Linked DNA regions of Mus musculus: regions 1 and 3 are each linked to region 2. The links are chromatin contacts, called in public Hi-C maps. All regions are on one chromosome and are shown on one strand. Each heading gives the region's core, a stretch centred on a gene start, on an enhancer-like site or on the middle of the called end of the contact. The rest is flanking DNA. Distances are from core to core; before and after follow the strand shown.

Region 1 (2,700 bases), core at 72-2,571, 1.0 Mb after region 2:
GAACTCTTGGGACTTCACACATCCCTCTCTCATTCATGATCTCTGCTGATGACAGCTACAGACATAAATAAACCAGGCCCTCGCATCTCACAGCCAGGTTGGGTGACATGGTCAGTCATGTGAACATGGGGTCATGTTAATTTAAAGACTGAGCATTTTAGCATGTGTCTTAGAGAAAATGCTTACACTCTGTCTGCGTAAGAGGATAGCCCGGCACACTGTTCTGTTGTGCTTTCCCAACCCCCATCCCTATCCCTCTGACGAGGAACAAACTTTGCAGCGAGGCACAGCAAAAATCAATAGTTTCAGAAGTGCTGGTATCTCTACTTTTCCTTTCTTTATGCCTGTACATGTGTGTATACATGCTCAAGTACACATGTATGTTTATCTCTGTTAAAACAGAGTACCTCGCTGAGCCTGGAGCTCACCAGTTCTGCCAGATCAGCCGGCCAGTGAACTGTAGAGATCTTCCCATCTCCACACTGAGATCTCAGACTCATATAGCCCCACCTGGATTTTCTTGTGCACGCTGACAATCTTGTGCACTTGCCCCACCCCCAGGACACCCATTCCTGTCTCCTCACTAAGCCATCCTCCCAGATCCTCTAGTCTCTGCAGAAAACCATACAGAATTGGAAAATTAGCCCACCTGTCCCCTCAGCCCGTGACATATTTATTTAGCAAGAAAAAGTTATGGTGGGAGAGAGTTATGGTGAGGAAAAAAATGGAATTCTCTAGAAAAGCAGAAGAAAAAAAAAGAAACAAGAAAAAAACACTGCTTTGTGTGCCAGTGTACCCGAACCCTGAAGCATCGCAGAGCCCTGTCCTCGGGGCCTGACTTTTGATACTTTAACCCAATGTCATTAAAGTTTCTCCTTTTCTTTGCTCCCTTTTGCCTGGTTCAATATTCTTTTGCAAATTTACACCCCAGTTTTGGGGAGTTTCCACTTGCTTCACCCACTCTTGGCGGCAGTGTACTCACCCCCACCCCACACAGGCCCTCCTCTGGGACAGACAGCCCCTTTCTTACTCCCAAATGCCATCTGAAAAGGAGCCAAGCCACTCAGGTCCCAACTTGTTGCCAGCGAGGTCTCCAAAGCACCGTAATAAGAAAATATACCACACAATTGTTTCTCCAGTTTAAATGAATCAACGAGTTGTTTTCTGTGTTATGTAAATACTCTTTCAAATATGCACAGGCATATTTTTGAGACGATTTCACTGACAGATCTTGTTCATAGTCACTAATGAAGAAGATGTTTTTGCAGATAATCCAAATAGCATCAGGCTCATAAAAGGATACTGTTAGCAGAAACACGGTCCATGTTTTTCTAGTGCCTTAACCTGGCATCCCAAAATCCCAAAAGAAAAAGACGTAACTGTTTGGAACGTCATGGAACCATCAAAACTACATGAAATAAACCCTGAAATGATAAAACAGAAGTCACTCATGTTTAATTTGTGGCAAGATGAAAATACAAATTGCGTTCACGGATAGAAAATATAAACGAGGAATCTAGGCTCCCTCGTGTGGAGAGAGCCGGTACTACCCAACCTAATTTACCCTCTTTGCTGAACCAGTGTCCCAAATCCTGTGAATATATTTAAGGCCATTGTTACTCTAGTGAGTATATACCTTCCTCGACAATACCATAATAATTTCTTTCAGCCTACAGTCAAAAGATCCTTTCTCCAAATATCCTGTTCCTGGCCTAGCTCAGCAGGCCCATCTGCAGGTTACCATTGCAGAAACTTCCTGAAGGGTGATTCCTGATGTCAAGACCACTGTGGGTTGCAGAGATGCTAAGTCAGCTCCCTTAGGACCTGCCCGTTTGGGAAGATGCTAAGGCCATCATAGACTTATTCGCCCACGTCTGATGAATTGATTCTTGCCCTTTTCAACACTACATGAGTGTTAGCTTACAGGAAAGCAGGTCTATGACCACGGTGATCCTCAGAGTGGCCATACTGCTGATCTTACGCCTTGAAGACATGCCAGGCCAAGAACTCCTCCACAGCATTCAGTCCGATGCGGCTGAATTGCTTCCATCTCATCTGAACTTGGTTAAGCTCTCGGTGCTGTGAGGACGATGACCGTCCTTTCAGCTGTGGCATCTTGCAGTTTCTGACACGCGTGGCACGCTTCATAACAAGGTGTCGCCTATGTGTCAATTCTACCCCCACATAAGGCTTGCTAGAAGGAACAACTGAGACAGACACACAGGGATTAATGTGCATATTGGAGCAGCACCTAGCAAGAGGTGGTAAACGCAGATCCTCTTTGCCAGCTGAGCGAACGGGCAGCCCAGCCTCTTAGACGCTGAAAGGCTGTTTGGCGGGTGCATCTTCACCCAAGTTTCAGGAGACATCAAGCTGTTAAAGGCTGATCCACCATGGAACTCCGTGGGAGTCCGTGGTCCTGGAGTCCTAAGGGCTTGCACCTCTCCCCTGCTACCAAGCCATGTTGAGGCTGTTGGTTTGAGGAACACACCTTGAGAGCAGCTGATGCAATGGTTTAATTCTCACCCAGACTACATTCAGAAACCACTGGAAGACGTCTGAAATTTTGGATTTTCCAGAACACACCAAAGGAAGCCAAACTCAGTGAGGGCCTGGCCTCTTCCCCTCCGCCCCGCCCCCTCCCCCCAGGCAGAAGCTTCTGCAGGCAGAGGAGCTTTAACAAGCACAGGCCACGCATGG
Region 2 (2,700 bases), core at 103-2,602:
ACCCAGTGCCCCCACATTTTGTCATCAGCGTCTGGAGTGTGTGTCACTGTGTGTTACTTTCAAGGCCCCTCTTTTGTACTTTAAAATAATTCAGTCCTAGATTTTGCTTCTCACAAAAAAATTGTATTGAAGGATTTTCTTTTTAAGAATGTATTTATTTCTTTAAAATATATTGCTGCACTCTGGTCTCAAAAATGGGCAGAAAGTCACTGTCTGCTTGTTTTCTAAAGATCTTAGATTTATGGGGAAAGGTGACAGATTGAACCCAGAGACTGTGTGTGAAGTACAAGGACTGTATATAGTAATCAAGTTCTTTAAGTAGGACTCACAATGTATGAGGAGACCTTGGCTACTCTTATCATAAAAATACCCCAAGGGGGTCACTATGTGTGTGACACCACATGATGATGGTTATACATCATTGCTGTATACCTTAAGTATATGCAATAATGCTTACTAAAAAGAAGTACATTGGATTAAAGGGAAATCCCTCTCATAAAAGCAAGCATCACTGTAAGATTTGTGCAGTGCAATTTAAGCAACAAACTGAAGGAACAGGAGGAGAGAAGTGAGAAGTGGGAAATCACTGATTTAACTTCTAAAGGTCTCTTAGAGTTGTATGTGGTGCTGAAGTGTTTTATATATCCTCATATTTTGAAATGCAATTATTTGCTTGGAGATAACAAGATACCCAGACAAATTTTAATGAATAAAATGTTATTGCCTAAAATAAAGCAAACCACAGACTCTTCTGATTCTGTATTGTAAGCTGCAAAAACAATACTGCAAAGTTTTCTGGAAGCATTTAGATTTAAAATTCAAGGTTTGTCTGCTGCAATATGTGTTTTAAGCAGGAAAAAGCATGATATTCTTAGAGTCTCTTAAGGCTGGAACAAGGTCAAGACTATACATTCTTTCTTGTGGAATGCTGAGTCCTTCTACCACTTGAAAAGAACATTTGCCGCGAAGCATTCGACTGATGTGAAGCATTTTAAATAATTGGTAAAAATAGTTTCCTCTGATGAGCTGTAAATTCTCACACCGCCATGCGGTGGGGCTGGTGGACAAAGGTTGGTTCATGGCTTTTGCTTTTTGGATCGTTGCTATGTGTGAAATGTCAGCTTTTGTAGTTCTTACTAGCTTGTTAAGTCTGATAAATTTCCTGCTTACTTTTATATTTCTATTGAAAAATTCTTGCACTGCATCATAGTAACTTAGTTCTTCAAGAGTTGCAGAGACATATGATGGTAACAACCAAGAAATTACCTCACAAAAAGGCAGCTATGGGACATGGCATCTATAGTGCAACCTTAATGCCTAGGCAGTATCTTTTATTTTTAACAAAGCACACCATTAGTGAGACATAATCCATGCTGTGCTGGTGCATGCTGTTAATTCTAGGACTCAGGAAGCAGAGGCACATGGATCTGTGGGAGTTTGAGGCCAGCCTGTGATGACACAGTGAATTCTAGGACATCTAGAGCAGCAGAGTGGGACCCTGTATCAAAACAAATAAATAAAAGATATTGTACATGAAACACTTTCAGTCTCGATGATATTTAGATGGCAGCTTCTCTGAGAATATGCAGACATATTTATTTTACCCACTTACTTTTCCTCAAAGTCAACAAAGTATTACTTTAAAGCCAGCATGTTTCTAATTTGGAATCAAGAACCATTTGGGACTGGGCTTGTGGAGATTATCAACATTGTTAATGATAACTTATGTAACATTACACCATGTGATAAGAAAATAAAATATATCCATACTGGGTGGGACTGGAACACACACAGTGAGAAATGAGATCTTAATAAAATGAATTTAATTCATGTGTACACCCTCCAATATACTTATAGATGACACAAGTCTATAACAACTTATTAAAATCTTACTCCAGATGCAAATTGAAGAGCTATGAATTCCCAAAAGTTTGTATTATACAGAAAGACTTGGCATTAGATCAGCAACTACCTTAAATTTTCTGATTTAAAATAAAATTTTAAACAACTCATAAGCCAACTTATTATAAGTCAAAAGCCATACAAAATATTTAGATATATTAAAGAGACAGTAGGCCAGGGTGAATTTTTTTTTATCTAGTACAACTATAAATATAAACTAAGGCATATTTTCCTGTGATAAAAACTTATGGTTAGATCCAACTAAATGTTTATCATATAATTATAAACTCATTTTGCCATAGGCTATGAAATTGAGCTTCACATACCATGTGTCTCCAAAAGGAATTAGCTCTCCATGGATTTTCCAGGTATGCCATGTATTCAGGAGAAAGGGCATCAGAAAGGAAAGAAAAGCTAAAGAGAAAAGGACTTGCACTGAAGTTTGCTGAGTTGCTCTTTCTAGGTGTGGCACGCAGGGACATCACAGTATTTCCAGAGGGTGAGCCTTAGTCCTGTGCTAAAGCACACACTTACCTAGGTCTGAAGATCCTTGTAATATATATCTCAATCCATTTATGCAGATGGAGAAGGAAATTGCATCCTACATAAGTTAATAATATCCTTAGAATTCCAACTCGACTTGGTTTCTATTCCTGAAACCACATGTATATAGGCGAAGCAAGCCTTAGGGTGGGGGTGGGGGGTAGGGTGAAGATTGGTGACTGCCACCAATAACAGTAGAAATATTTGTGGTACAAACAAGATGATTTTAGATAAAGCCTGAGCAGTGATAGAAAC
Region 3 (2,700 bases), core at 184-2,683, 1.0 Mb after region 2:
GCAGCTTTTGCAAGCGCACGCAAACACTCACACCAGAAAGCCACTCAGGAAACCCACACAAGGCTACACGCTGTGGAAATTAAAAAGCGGAGGTTGGGAACCAACGGATGGAAGAGCCGGCACCCCTAGTGGGATTTCCGCCCCCACTCGGGTCAGTTTCCCCAGGGGCTTCTGCCCCGGATGTTTCGGATCTAAAACACGACTTCAGTGCTTCCCCCAGATCACCCAGCAATCTTTGCCTGAGAGATTTCAGACCAGCCACCGGGAATAAACGACACGCTTAATTTACAATTCAGGCAGAATGCTTATTAGAGGAAAAGGGAAGGGAGAAAAAAAAACTTAATTTGAGCAAGATACCAGCTACCTACAGGAAACTGGATGCAGTTTAAAGTTCTTAGTGGTTAAAGCTTTAAACTAATGGAAATGGGTCCGTTTAAAAAGAAACTTCTTAAACCTTATCGTCTCACATATCAAATGAAAAAACTTGGGCTTTGGGTTATATTCATACTCACACTCACACACCCTCCTTTAAGAAAAATAAAGAAGAAGAAAAAGAAAAGAAGGGCCTTCTGAGGGTGAAGTTGCACCAATGCCAGACGCAGATCTGCAATTCCGGAGGCTTTTTCCCCTCCCTGGGCTGGCAAGATACTCAAAGATGTGGGGGGCAGGGGTTATGAATATGAGAATATAGCCCTTCGAGCATCCCCGCCTAACCACCACCTTTCTGGTAGTTAATAATCTGACCGTGTCAGCGCGTGGACAGTGAGGGGTTAAAGGCATACCTACCGAAGCGGCTGTGGTCTTTCCTGGTTCCCTGGATAGTACCGTTGGGGAAGATCTCTAAATGAAATCCAGTCCTGCAGTACAGCTGCCTCCGCCTGAGAATCCCCTTTAAATGATCCAAGTCCGTGACTGCGGGGCCCCGGGGCAGCCCCCCTGCTTCGGACTGACCCAGGTGGTCACTTAGCAACACCGGACTGTCCACCGGCAACACCGGTACGTTCCCGAACGGTACCGCGTCCTGCACACCGAAATAGCTCCCAACTTCACCTAAGGGAGCCATCAGAGGACTCGGCTTTTAAGCACAAGAATAAACAATAATGATGGTATCAACCAGGAGACACTAGGCGAGGTATATCCAACTCCCCTCCCTTGCCGCAGTTGCAGACAGAGAGGGAAAAAGGGTTCTTTTCTTCAATCCATCCGATGCATAAATAAAAGTAATCGGCTGTTTCTCTGGCACAGGTTCAAGGTCAAACCACTGATAGTCTAAGAAGCCACCACTTTATACTCACACACTGACATTGATCAACACAGCTATGCATCGCTACATATGGAGCCTCGACTCTCAGCAGGCAGAAAGGTCTTCATCCCATCCGACCGTAATAAGGGAAAAAAATCCGTAGTTTCTCCATTTGCTTAGAGATCAGAATGACCATAGCAACGTAAGTGCCTGGGCGATATTACAGGGATTTTTAAGATGCTCGGGCTACGTCAGAATTTACGGATCCTGACTCCAGAAAGGCATGCGCTGTTTTTACTCTCTAACCGACTCTGCAGACATCAGCATGAATCCTTCAAGGGGAAAAAAAAAATCTCACGTTGGCGGCGGCGACAAATCTCTCCTCCCAGTCCCTCCTCCAAAAAATAAAGATAATATAACAAAAAGAAGGGGGAAAAAACTTTCGGCGTCCAAAGCTAGTATCCAGAACGCTGCAGAGGCTCTGCGGAGGTCCAGCGGCTTGCAGTGAGGCGAGCGGCAAGCGGCGGGCGAGGACCGCGTCCCGGAGCTCGCGTGCTGCCCGGGCTGCCGCGAACAGGTGTCGCCGCGCGGGCCGCGCAGCGCCGTGGCCGCGGAGCGCTCCTCCTGCGCAGCCCCCGCCGGCGCGCAGAGTGGCGCAGGCGGCGGCATTGGGCCGGGTTTAAGGTAGCGCGGCGGCCGCCCCGCTCCGCCCGGTCCTAGCGCCCGCCCTGACGCTCGAGCCGCTCTGCCGCAGGCCGGGCACAGGCGGGCAGAGCGCGGGACTTCTCCGGGAGGACGACCTAGGAAACCCGGCTTTAGAGACGCCGGAGACGCGGTGCCAGAGACGGGAAGCAGCAGCCCGAAGACATTCGGCCACAAGAAATCTAGCTTGCTAGAGACGCAGGGTCAGAGGGGAACTGAGAAAGCAGTTTTCGCGCGGACTCTGTAACCTTGCGTCGCATTATAAAATAGACTGGGAGGGAAGGGTTGGTGTAGGGAGCTTGGTTGGACAGGGCAGTTTCTCTTTCATTCTACAGCCAGACTTACAGACGCGCAAACAATATTGCAGGTAAGACAGTTGGGTGTGAGTCAGATTCTTCTCTCTCTCTCTCCCTCTCTCTCACTCTCTCTCTCTCTCTCTCCCTCACACACACACACACACACACACACACACACACACACACACACACACAAAACACACACACTGGTGGGCCCACACTCGGGTTTGTTAAGGGAATTCTGGTTCGCATCTTTGAGTTGTTCGGGTCCTGCCTCCCCCCAGGTTCCCGCGGCTAGGAGCAAAGGGCACCCAGGGCGCCTGAAAACAGCCCCTGTCCTTGAGTTCGACTCACGCCCCAGATCTGAGTGTGCGTCTTCAGGGAGAAGGTTCCAATGAGTTCTCTCTCGCCCCCAAACAAAGCTACTCAGGACGGGCTTTGCCACCTTGAGCTCTACTT

What was found. Hi-C and Micro-C count contacts between places; a contact is called where the count stands out from the background.
Region 1: a contact with region 2 is called in a Hi-C map of cerebellar granule neurons, with 4 times the contacts expected there. The contact joins two enhancer-like sites. A contact is called at or near these places in 2 of 39 promoter capture datasets (the 3T3-L1 cell line and hippocampal neurons), 3 of 15 datasets of contacts at CTCF or cohesin (large pre-B cells, pro-B cells and stem cell-derived epiblast-like cells), 53 of 484 Hi-C or Micro-C datasets (3T3-L1-derived adipocytes, the C2C12 cell line, the CH12 cell line and 29 more) and 3 of 115 datasets of contacts at active chromatin or transcription factors (astrocytes, embryonic fibroblasts and embryonic forebrain).
Region 3: a contact with region 2 is called in a Hi-C map of cerebellar granule neurons, with 2.9 times the contacts expected there. The contact joins the promoter of Fgf9 here to the enhancer-like site in region 2. A contact is called at or near these places in 8 of 39 promoter capture datasets (the 3T3-L1 cell line, 3T3-L1-derived adipocytes, cancer-associated fibroblasts and 4 more), 5 of 484 Hi-C or Micro-C datasets (cerebellar granule neurons, cortical neurons, embryonic fibroblasts and 1 more), 18 of 115 datasets of contacts at active chromatin or transcription factors (SST interneurons, VIP interneurons, cardiomyocytes and 12 more) and 2 of 9 other capture datasets (embryonic stem cells and liver).

The regions. Positions count from the first base shown.
Region 1 is chr14:58,033,617-58,036,316 of GRCm38.p6, reverse strand. No RefSeq gene overlaps it. Among named protein-coding and RNA genes, the nearest start is that of 3110083C13Rik, 36 kb to the right of the region's middle. Within about 2 kb of position 1,321, at least 2 of the 459 cell types and tissues checked have an H3K27ac peak or open chromatin away from gene starts, as enhancers often do. A contact at or near this core is called in cerebellar granule neurons, where this site is marked.
Region 2 is chr14:59,082,968-59,085,667 of GRCm38.p6, reverse strand. No RefSeq gene overlaps it. Among named protein-coding and RNA genes, the nearest start is that of Gm41162, 38 kb to the right of the region's middle. Within about 2 kb of position 1,352, at least 6 of the 459 cell types and tissues checked have an H3K27ac peak or open chromatin away from gene starts, as enhancers often do. A contact at or near this core is called in cerebellar granule neurons, where this site is marked.
Region 3 is chr14:58,071,419-58,074,118 of GRCm38.p6, reverse strand. Fgf9 (fibroblast growth factor 9) reads right to left here and starts at 1,433. Exons shown (of 3, transcript NM_013518.4): 1 at 787-1,433. The coding sequence starts at 1,063.